Regions from separate parts of the Mus musculus genome. Here region 1 is linked to region 2. A link is a contact called in public Hi-C data. All regions are on one chromosome and are shown on one strand. Each heading gives the region's core, a stretch centred on a gene start, on an enhancer-like site or on the middle of the called end of the contact. The rest is flanking DNA. Distances are from core to core; before and after follow the strand shown.

Region 1 (5,206 bases), core at 1,139-3,638, 390 kb after region 2:
AGCTCTCTTCATGGTGCCAAGTTCAACTTCTCTACATGATCCCTTCGACTCTGGGCCTTCAACCGCTACTGAGGCTGTGCCTTCAGCAATGGCTTCTCACAGTACCAAACCTCAGTTGTTCTCCACGACCCTTTCATGCCTTCAAACCCAGTACAGTTACCAAGGTTCAGCTGCCAGACAAGTACAATCTTGTCTGCCTCTGCAACACAGCTTCTGTGTGCTGACTCTCAGGAAACCCTTCCCAGAAGATCTCACCTCAGTGATGCTGGTCTCTTCTTAATCACAGCTAGTTTCTCAGCTCCAGCTGACCAGCATCAATTGTCCCAGGAAAACACAGGTTTCACTTCAGTGGTGCTGGTCTCTCATAAGTCACAAGTGACTCTTCAGCCCCAGCGGTCCAGAACCACAAATAGCAAACATGCGATGGCCCTGATAGCCTTTACGTGGCTTTCAAATTTCCCTCTGAAACTTCAAGCCAAGCCAGGCCTCCGCTGTCTGCATTCCTCTCAACAGCCATTCCTTCTGAGCTCTCACAGAATAGCTGACCACGCTTTGAAGACCCAATGGATCTTCTAACCCAAAGTTACAAAGCTGTTCCACAATCCTCCCCAAAACAACATGATCAGGTCTGTCACTGTGATACCCGACTATCCTAGTACAAGTGTCTTAGGGTTACTATTGCTGTGATGAAACACCACGAACTCAAACAAGGCAGGAACCTGGAGGCAGGAGCTGATGCAGAGGCCACAGAGGGGCACTGCTTACTGGCTTACTCCTCATGGCTTGCTCAACCTGCATTCTTATAGAACCCAGGACCACCAGCCCAGGGATGACCACACCCACACTGGGCTGGGCCCTCCCCATCAATCACTAACTTAAAATAAGTCCTACAGGCTTGCCTATAAGCCCAATACTATGGATGCATTTTCTTAATTAAGGCTCCCTCCTTCTGATGGCTATAGCTTATGCAGTTGACATAAATCTACCCAGCACAGGTAGGGAACAGCGTTTAATGGGAGCTGACTGTGCTGAGTGGCTATAGCTTACCTTTAACTCACTTCCAGATGATGTCTCTACCACCCCACTTACATGTGTGGGAACTAGACTGAGGCAGATGCTAAACACCTTCCCTAAGAGTGCCGGCTGGCAAAGGTGAAAACACAGAAAGGTGTGAAGACAGAGCTGTCAAGTGAAGCCTGGCCGTGACAGTGCACCCATGCCAACCAGGATATGTTCCTGATGCGTGGACCAAGGAAACTGAGGCTAGTGTGAAGGCAGGAAGAGAGGCCTCAGGGCTCTCAGGGGCAGTCCAGCATCTGCCTTCCTGTGGCAACCAGTGTCCTTCACTACGCTCCCTCACTGCTCATCCAGACCCACCCAAGACCTATAGTGCATGGGCCACCTGATAGCCTTCCAGTTATACCTCAGGACAGCAACACCAAGGGGGCGACGGGGCTGTGACAAGACTCTAGAAGCAGCTGGAATCTTTCAAAAGACCACAGTGTGTGCTCGCCACCACTAAGCTACTAGCATAAGGGCACAGTTGTGGACAAGAGGACACACCCAGGAGAGTGTGTCCCAGGGAGTGAGCCAGTAAGTCCCTCGGGCTTTTGGTAGGAACAGCTGACACCATCAGGAAAAGCGGATGCCATCTGCCGTCCCCACAGCAAGTCCCTCTGTCTCCAGGGCTCCCAACAGGGAAGGTATGGCTACATCATCTTAGTGAGCAAGCACATGGCTGTCAGCACAGCAGCCACACAGCAGGGCCACCATGGGAAGCACAGGAAAGGGATGCTGGGTCAGACCTAGATCAAGTCACGGGCCCCATGCCGTGATGCCGCATACAGCTCACCCATGGGAAAGTCTGGTATGTGGGGGTCCTCAGAACTCATCTTACAGAGATCCTTCTGGTCCCACTTGAGAAAATACTATCAGAAGAGCAGGCCAAACAGAACACCAAAACCACAGTGTGATACCAACCAACCAGGCCAGAGCAGGCCCTGCCTAAGAGCAGAACTCAGAGGGACCCCCAACGGATCCCTCGCTGCCCAGGCACCCTATACCTGGGAGGAGGACGTAGAGAGCAGCTCCCTCCTCTCCTTGCCGTGGTCCTGCAGACGCCGTTGTCGCTGATGTGTCCAGCTGGCTTCCCCGGGGACCGGCCCGCTCAGAAGGCTCTTCCCATCCTTGGCCCCGGGCACTGAGTCCTTTCCCTTGGTAGCCTAGAGGGTGAGAAGCAGGCTGTGGGAAGTCTCATTCAGGCTGTCCAGACAGTGTCTGCAGCGGGAAGGATGGCACCCCTCCCCCGACTAGCTCCTAGGAAAGGCCCTCCTCGGCTGGCCTGGGCAGGAGGTTCAAACCGGCCAGGCAGGCCTCCAGACTGAGCTCCTCTGTGCTAGGTCATTTGCTGCCCTTAGCCTGCACTCTCGCCCGGACAGAGGCAGAGATAATCTCTATGAGCCAACAGAAATGATCAATTTTTGTTATAGGAGCCCAGTACTTTATAACAGGTCAAGTTTCACAATGGGTAATATCAGAATTTATATGTAACAACATTTGGACAATATTAAGTACACACACACACAATTTTCTCTGTAGTAAAAAAGAAACACAATACAGACTGTTGTTTTGCGTCAACTACATGACTAAGCTGGCTATTGTGAACAAATAAAAAAATGGGCTATGGGGGAGGGGTGTCAGAGGCAGAGCAGGCAAGAAAGCTTGAGTTCGATCTCAAAAACAGCAAAATAAAACAAAAAGTTGGGAGCCATGCCTGGTGGCACAGGCCTTTAATCCCAGCAGTCTGGAAATAGAGGAAGGAGGCCAACAGAGAGAGTTCCAGGACAGCCAGGGCTGTTACACAGAGAAACCCTGCTGCAACAGTCAAAGAAAAAAAAAAAACAGTCCAGGACCACTAAGTCATTTGGTTTGCAACTGACTAAACTAAAAGACATTTTCAACCGAACTCACGCTAGACACTCGAGGATCTCTGTGTAAGGTAAATTAGAAAGGAAAGACACTGAAAATGTTCTCACTTTTTCACACCAAGAGTGAAAAGGTCCAAATCTATAACAAAGGGATGGATCTAGTAACCTCCACCTACCCCAAGACAGCTCTTCCCTTCCTGTGAGCAACAGGAGGTGACGACAGCTGTGGGCCACTGTCTGCAAAGTGCTGAGGCAGGATGGTGTCCTGGAGGGCCAACCCTCAAGACACAATCTACCATTCTCCTGTCTACTGACCTGGATGGCAAAGAGTAACTCCCAAAAGTTATCCCCTGACCTCCACACCTGTGCTCCGGTACATGCACATACATGTCTATCTGGTGTCTGTCTGTCCTGTCTGTCATCTCTCCCTCCCTCCCTCTCACACTGACACACACACTTCAATTTTTTTAAAATCTGGTCTGAGACTCCATTTTATACACATCATGCTGGCCACAGTTCTGGGGCTGGCACCAGATGCTGCAGCTGCTGGTGAGGCTGTGGAAAACCAGGAACACTCATCAGTTCCTGATGGCAATACAGAATGATAAAACCCAAAGGGAGATGGTAGGGAAGAGAGAGCCTTGTTTGCATTATCCTTTCAGGTAAGAACAAAAAGGCTAAACCAGAAGCGAAGGAGAAGCCACAATGCGATGGAAGCAGATCCCTTCAAACAGACCCCAAAATGCTGGCTGGCATTCTCTATGTGGACAGAGAGCTAGAGGGAAGGAGATGCCGGGAGGACCAGGACCGTGTGCTCACTAGATGCTGACACCCGCCCGGCAGGAGACTTAGCCCTTTGAGAGTTCTTTCCACCCTCTCTCATAGGACAATCCTCTTACCAGCAACCTACACCCTGCCCAGGCCCTAGGAGTGCCTGGCTGCTGGCTAGGTGAGGCCACCAGAGCCGTGAGGGTCTGCAGGGACACTGACCTCTCTCATTCTACTACAGACTGGGGATTCCTTACCCACCAAGCTGAAGACCAGAAGTGTTTGGGTTTCATTTCTCCAGGTCTTAGGATATCTGCATATGTATTATAAAATATCTTGGGGGAGGTGACACACATCTAAACATAAAATGCATCTATGCTTCATATACCTTCTATACCTGCAGCCTGAAGGTAATTTTATACAATAGTTTTAAAGAGCCAGGGGGGTGCTTGCCTATCATGTGCATGGCCCTGGATTCGGAGTCTAGTACCAGAAAACAAATGAAACAAACAAACTCACTCTGGCTGTGTTGGCTTTCCTGCTCCTGGGCTGCAGGTGCCTGGCCTGTATAAGCAGAGCCTCTGAGGAATTCTTTTGCTGCCAATTCCATTTAACAGAGAGTAAAGAAGTGGGAAGCAGACTACCACACTGGGCAGCTGGCTGGTTATGCTCATCTAGCTGACAAAAAGTCTTGAGGGGAAAGTGACTCCAGGAGGATGTGAGAGAGAGGGGGGTGTCCTAGCGCAGTGAGGTCCAGGCTGTGGCTCTGGGAACATATCCAGAGAAAAGGAGGGATTTTCAAGGGTAAGCGTGCAGATGTGTGAGACAGCAGATCCGAGGCACGCCATGCTGGCCACTAGATGCCGAAGAAGAGAGCAAACAGCTATAGGAATGAGAGGTGCAGTCAAGTCATAAAGAGAAATGCAAACCTAGAAAGTACTAGAAAGGGGAGTGCAGGGCTGGTGAGATGGCTCAGTGGGTAAGAGCACCCGACTGCTCTTCCGAAGGTCAGGAGTTCAAATCCCAGCAACCACATGGTGGCTCACAACCATCCGTAACGAGATCTGACTCCCTCTTCTGGAGTGTCTGAGGACAGCTACAGTGTACTTACATATAATAAATAAATAAATAAACAAATCTTTAAAAAAAAAAAAAAAAAAAAAAAAGAAAGGGGAGTGCAGAGGTGGCTCAGTGCACAAGCAGGAGGACTGAGAGAAGCCTACAATCCCCATTTCGTAAATCAAGTCTGGTGTGGAAGTATGTGCTTACAATCCCGGGGCTGGATCAACAGAGACATGCTTATAAACCTTACGCTAGTCCACAGAGAACAAGAATGGTAAAGCATACCACTTAGACATGGCCCAGTTTAATTCCAAGGGTTAGAGATGAGCCCATGGCTGTGGATGGGTCCTGGGAAGACACATGCAATAGGAGAGAGTGTCTGCTTCTAAGATAGGGCTTGGGGGGATGGTATGGGAGCACTGCTGAGGACAAGGTCTGCTGTGGTCACA
Region 2 (5,516 bases), core at 1,854-4,353:
TGAGGCTCTGGGGCAGTATGCTTAGAAGAAACCCAGTTTTCTAAAGTTAGGAATCCCCTGTGTTCCATAGCTGTGCATATGTGGGTAGTTTGTACATAGACATCAATAGGTAGCTCTTTTGGCCCAAGACATGAAATCAGAATAAAGAGCTTCTCCATCAATAAGGACCCAGGGCAGCGATTCCAAGATTCTCAGCTGGTGCACACAGTTTTGACTGGTGACTAATTAGAACAGCAAGGCATATTTATAACTAACCAGTAATAGTTTATTCTGCCACCGCCAAGTGAAGGTAAACGCTTACCCGCTGCTCAGAACTGCACCTAGCTCCTTGCCATTAGTGCAGAGGAGAGCCCAATGGTTAGAGTCTACAAGTCTGGAAAAGTGTGGCATGTCTTCTTACAGTAGACGATGCGTACACTTTCAGTTGCCTTTCAGTGTGTTGGTCTCACTCTGTGTTTTGAACTCGGATTTTCATAGGTACAGGTATCCAGACTTGAATCCAGGCCCTGTCATACCCTGTGAAATCTTCAGTTCTTTGTGTCATACCTCATTACTTGGAGAAGGTGATAGCTCATCTCCCCATAGGGTGGTAATAGTGAATACATGAGTTATTTACACATAACATATTACGTGCCTAGAGAAGTACTATCCTGTAGAGTGTTGCCAGGATTTTAGATGTTTAAGTTAAAAGCAGTTGTAAAAATAAAAATTTACAACCACAGCCACTACTGCCATCCCTATTCCTGTAGTCAAAGATGGATTATCTGTAATTATCTTATATTAAAAAGTTTTAAATGTGACCTTCTTTCCCTCCCCACACACACCTTCCTCTGGCGATGTTAAGGGCAGTAGGAGAAAGAGGCCTTGTTTATAGGCATCCTGGAAAGTTTTTTCCTGAGTCCCCTGAGCTGTGCTTCCTCTCAAACCCATTAAGTATTGGAAAATTAACCACATTCTAATCAAGTGAATTAGTTAGATTCAGTGCTTAATGAAAAACCCTCATCTTAAGACTAGCATTCAGAAGACAGTTGTCTGTTTTCTTTTCTTCGGTTTGGATAAGAAACAGCCAGGAACAGGTCGCCTCAGAAGGAACGTTCAATTCCAAGACCTAGCACTCTGTCTAGTCTCCCTCGTCTGTTATGTGTCTGTGTCTGGAACGATAGGTGTGGCCCCTCATGGTTTTGGGCCCACGGTTGATATGGGACAAGTTCAATGTGTAGTCCGACAGTTAAACAGACCATCCTGCCAAGTTTGTCTAACACCTTGTTTCTTCTCTCCTGTGCGACAGGTATCTCAGACGAGGATATTATCAACATCACTCTGCCCACTGGAGTTCCGATTCTGCTGGAGTTGGATGAGAACCTGCGTGCCGTTGGGCCTCACCAGTTCCTGGGCAACCAGGAGGCCATCCAGGCAGCCATTAAGAAAGTGGATGATCAAGGGAAAGTGAAACAAGGCAAACAATAAAGTGTGGCCAGGAACGAGTTTGGGGTGGCATGCAGTGTGTTCCGAGCGGGCTTCTCCCCCTCCTCCGACGGGCCCCCTCTCCCTAAGTCTAGGCTGTGTGGTAGAGTTTGTGTAGGTAACTAGGTAATTTATCGTGGCCCAGACGTGACCTTCGAATGCTGAAGAGCTTTGTCTGAAGCCTGAATGAACTTTTCTGCTCCTCCCGTTTGAATTAACTTTGCAAAGTAGTAGCCAGCGGGGGGATTTGACCAGGGTGGTTTTGTGTTTTGGAGACAGGAGAGTAACAAGTGGAGATGAAATTGTTTATCCTTAACAAGTCATTGCAGAGTCACCACTGACAGGTGCTATTCCAGTGAGCAGGTCACCGTTTTATTCAATAATACTTCTCGAGAAGACTACTAGGTAGCACTTGGGCAGTTTAGATCAGAGGCGCATCGAATGGCAGAGTCACAGGCGGGTCCGAGGGAAGGCATCTGAGCGCCACAGTAGCACAAGGCCCTTTGATGTCTAGCCCAGTGCCATCCTGTCTGCCGTCAGTAGAAACCAACTTCAGCCAGTTAGAAGGACCAGGGTATGCACAGTGGTAGCAGTTTATATCCTTCTGTTTCATTTTTAACTTTTGAACTTTAATCTTTGGGGACTTCACAGTTTAAAATAAAGCTTTGTGACTGCATACAACACGCGCAAGGTGCCTCGAGTGTGTGATGAATTTCAGACGGGCCTCTGAGCTTGTCCTGGCCGCCGTCTCCTGTAGCACTCCTAAGGTTACATTAGTTGAGCACAACCCACCCCTGAAGTGAAGGCTGGCTGGGGGAAGTTGACCGTGGTGCGTGTGATTTTATTCACCTGAGCAGGCTGACAGCCTGTGAGAGCGTCTGCTGTATATCTGCTGTTCCTCGGCTAGGTACAAAAGATTACAGTCCACATCCTAGTTTAGGTGGGCTGTGAGCAGAAGTGAAGTGTGTTCAGGTGCTGTGTGACAGCTGCCGTTTCTTTAGGCTGTTGCCTCCCTGAAAGCAAGTCCTCGATATTCCAGTGACAGTCATGCACACATTTTGCAGACATAGTACTTACGATAGATGTTACCATCTTTTCATGCTTTTTTCCAGGAGTGGGTTAATTTACTTGTATCCATTTTATAATAAAACGGGCCTTTGGTGGAAACCAGTTCTAAATCATTGCTGCGGCTTGGTATCCAGCTTGGTTTTTTTTTTTAAATCTGGTTTTTTGAGACAGGGTTTCTCTGTATAGCCCTGGCTGTCCTGGAACTCACTTTGTAGACCAGGCTGGCCTTGAACTCTGAAATCCACCTGCCTCTGCCTCTTGAGTGCTGGGATTAAAGGCATGCGCCACCATGCCTGGCTGGTTTTGGTTTTTGATTCAGCATCTTTAGGGACTGGCAGAAAAGATGGCTACAGAGATAAACAAAGAAAGAAAGCATTTGGAATCTTAGAGACGTCTCTAGGCGATTTTGCCAGTGCTTTCTGATATTTACTGGGTTTTGCGATTTGACCGAAATATTTGTGAGCAGAAGGAATATTTATGGAGGGAAACTTACATAAACCAACTGTTAACAGCTGCAGCGCTCCAGCCTCCCGACCAGCCAGTGAAGCAGTTCTCTTTGCCTTGGTAACACGGATCTGGGATTTCTGGAAGTGGGTCTGACCTGCATCCTAATCTCGGCCTCTCTCTGAAACTGGGACAGACATGAGCAGTTTTTTTCTTCTAAAGCAAAGGACGACAGCCTCGCTATAAATGTCCCTGGAGTAAGTCACTGTGGGTTCCCTGGGGCCAGCTTGACAGGTCTCCTCTGCTCTGTTCAGTGTGCTAAGACGAGGCAGAAGCCAAGCCAGCAGCACCTTCGCTGTGTCAGCTGAGTGGAGCATCCCACGACACTACAGACGTGTCTTTTCAAAAGAGTTCCGTTCCATCCAGAAATTGAATGTTTTAGCACTGAGAGTAATGTTGCCATTGAGATGACGACGCCCCCTCCGATAGGATGCTTTCTGGTGTGCAAGAAAACCATCGTGATCTATTCCCAAGGCGATTCTTGCCTCCAATCAGCCAGCTGTTTCTCATCTTAGGCCCTTGCCCTCTCTTGTTGAAGTGCAGGGTCTTCCTTCCTGTCGGCCATTTGTTTATTCTAGCAGAGGTTTCAGATCAAGCAGCCACCTTCCCCATGGGCACTTGGTACTGTATATACTGAAAATAGGTCTGTATTTTCTCAGTCCCTTCCTGACGTTGACGAAATGAACTCAAGGAAAGCAGCCTTCCAAAGACAGAAGACTTCTCATCCACGCTGTCAGTTTTAGCCATTTTTAGTCTGTGGCGACACATAATCTTCATAAAGTTCAGCTCCCCATAGGAAAAAGGGTTCCCTTCTCTCAGAACCACCCCGCCATTTCCTCAACACGGCAGGTCCTGGTCATATTTTCTGATTTTATCTTTTGTGTGATTGGCTTGATACAAATTTTGGGCTCCTTTAGTGCATTTGTTGCAATAAACTGCCTTGTCTCCCAGGAGATCTAGTTGTGGCCACTGAATCCAAGGCAAATATGGAACATAAAAAAATAAGACGAGTTTAATGATCCAATTTTTAATGGCAAGTTATTTGACAGAATTAAAGGTTGAACTGAAGTGATTCTATAACTGATAGTTGTATTTATCCAGGAGTGTTGTGGTTGAATGAAACTTAACCCCCAATTTCCCGTGTTGATGCTTTTTGGAGGTGGGGCCATTAGGTAATTAGGATTAAATGAAGTCATGGGGGTGGGGCCTGATGGTGGCATTAATGCTTTATCTTAAGAGAGGCCTGAAGTGTTGTTGTGGCTCCAGTTTGGCATGTCTGCTCTGCTGTCACCATCTAGGTCCACACCAGCTCCTAGCTTTTGGCCCATCTAGCCTCCAGGACCATGAACTAAATTAGCCTCTCTTTGTAGGCAGTAAACATAGTAACAGAAATAAAGAAGGCAAGGTGGGGTAGCTCTTTAGTCTTTAAGATCTTAGAACGGTTAAGTTGAACCCAACGTGTTATGTTACTTGGACAAGTTTCTGTGTGTCTGTGTGTCCGTCTTCAGGAAGGACCTCTCGATGGTTTGGAGCTTAAGAAGCATTCGAGGTTGGCTGCCCAGTCCCTCACCTCCCCAGGACTGGGATAACAAATGTGTGCCTCCATACCCAGCTGCTGCTGCTCCTCCTCCTCCACTTTCTTCTTCTCCTCCCTCCTCCCTCCTCCTTCCTTCCTTCCTTCATGGGTTCTGTGGTCGGACTCATCGCTTGTGCTATCTCCCAAGTTCCTACCTTGACAAAGTTTTAAAAGCAGACGAGAGAGCAGCAGCACTGCTGTGTACACACAGTAAAACCACAACCTAATCTCTTATCTGAGTTAGGGCTAACTGTTTATTGTAAATTGCCAGTACACTGAAAATCTTTTTATAACAAAGAACTTTAGTGTAGCATAAAGGGTTCTCCCATGGTGGTCACATTGCTACCATGACCACTTACAGCCACCGCCATGCTCCTCATTTCTTGCCTCCATCCCCACTGACCATGTTCAATCCAAACAAGACAAAGAGCTTGGCCTTCTCAGGTAAAGTGAAAGTTGCTGGTGTCCGTTCCTTCCTGGTTGCTCCATAGAACCCAAAAGCAGCTCTGCCAAGGTATTGTAACTCAGGCTTGGACCTGTGGATGGTCTGTATTATTTCTGACTGCTGTCGAGAGGCCTTTTGGCCTGTTAGGTGTGGTTTCTAGAGGACCACATGAGTCCCTTCAACATGAAATGTGTTCAGAGATAATGTTGCAGCGACGCCTCTTAGCTTGCTGTGTGTGATTTGTGTGGAACATTGTGATTACCTCCCAGATGGCATTGTAGAGATTACCATCCCTGCAATGACTTTTTAGTACTGAAGGTGAATAAATTTACCAATATTATAAATCTCATGACATCATGGAAGAAGAGAGACATGAGACAGAAGGCGGCAAAGATGGCCCCTTTGCTACTGTTTTGAACTGGAGGCATTTGTTTGGACATGGGTATATATTTTAATGTG

The links. A called contact is a pair of places that touch in the nucleus more often than the background predicts.
Region 1: a Hi-C map of cortical glia shows a contact between it and region 2, with 2.5 times the contacts expected there. The contact joins two enhancer-like sites. A contact is called at or near these places in 2 of 15 datasets of contacts at CTCF or cohesin (both in the NIH/3T3 cell line), 28 of 484 Hi-C or Micro-C datasets (the 3T3-L1 cell line, 3T3-L1-derived adipocytes, the AML12 cell line and 22 more), 11 of 115 datasets of contacts at active chromatin or transcription factors (the NIH/3T3 cell line, bone marrow-derived macrophages, cardiomyocytes and 8 more) and 1 of 9 other capture datasets (adipose tissue).

Annotation. Positions count from the first base shown.
Region 1 is chr6:34,894,118-34,899,323 of GRCm38.p6, forward strand. Wdr91 (WD repeat domain 91) reads right to left here. Exons shown (of 15, transcript NM_001013366.1): 7 at 2,064-2,222. Among named protein-coding and RNA genes, the nearest start is that of Wdr91, 14 kb to the right of the region's middle. Within about 2 kb of position 2,389, at least 30 of the 459 cell types and tissues checked have an H3K27ac peak or open chromatin away from gene starts, as enhancers often do. A contact at or near this core is called in cortical glia, where this site is marked.
Region 2 is chr6:34,502,983-34,508,498 of GRCm38.p6, forward strand. Bpgm (2,3-bisphosphoglycerate mutase) reads left to right here. Exons shown (of 3, transcript NM_007563.5): 3 at 1,289-2,154. The coding sequence ends at 1,467. Among named protein-coding and RNA genes, the nearest start is that of Gm52898, 6.0 kb to the right of the region's middle. Within about 2 kb of position 3,104, at least 26 of the 459 cell types and tissues checked have an H3K27ac peak or open chromatin away from gene starts, as enhancers often do. A contact at or near this core is called in cortical glia, where this site is marked.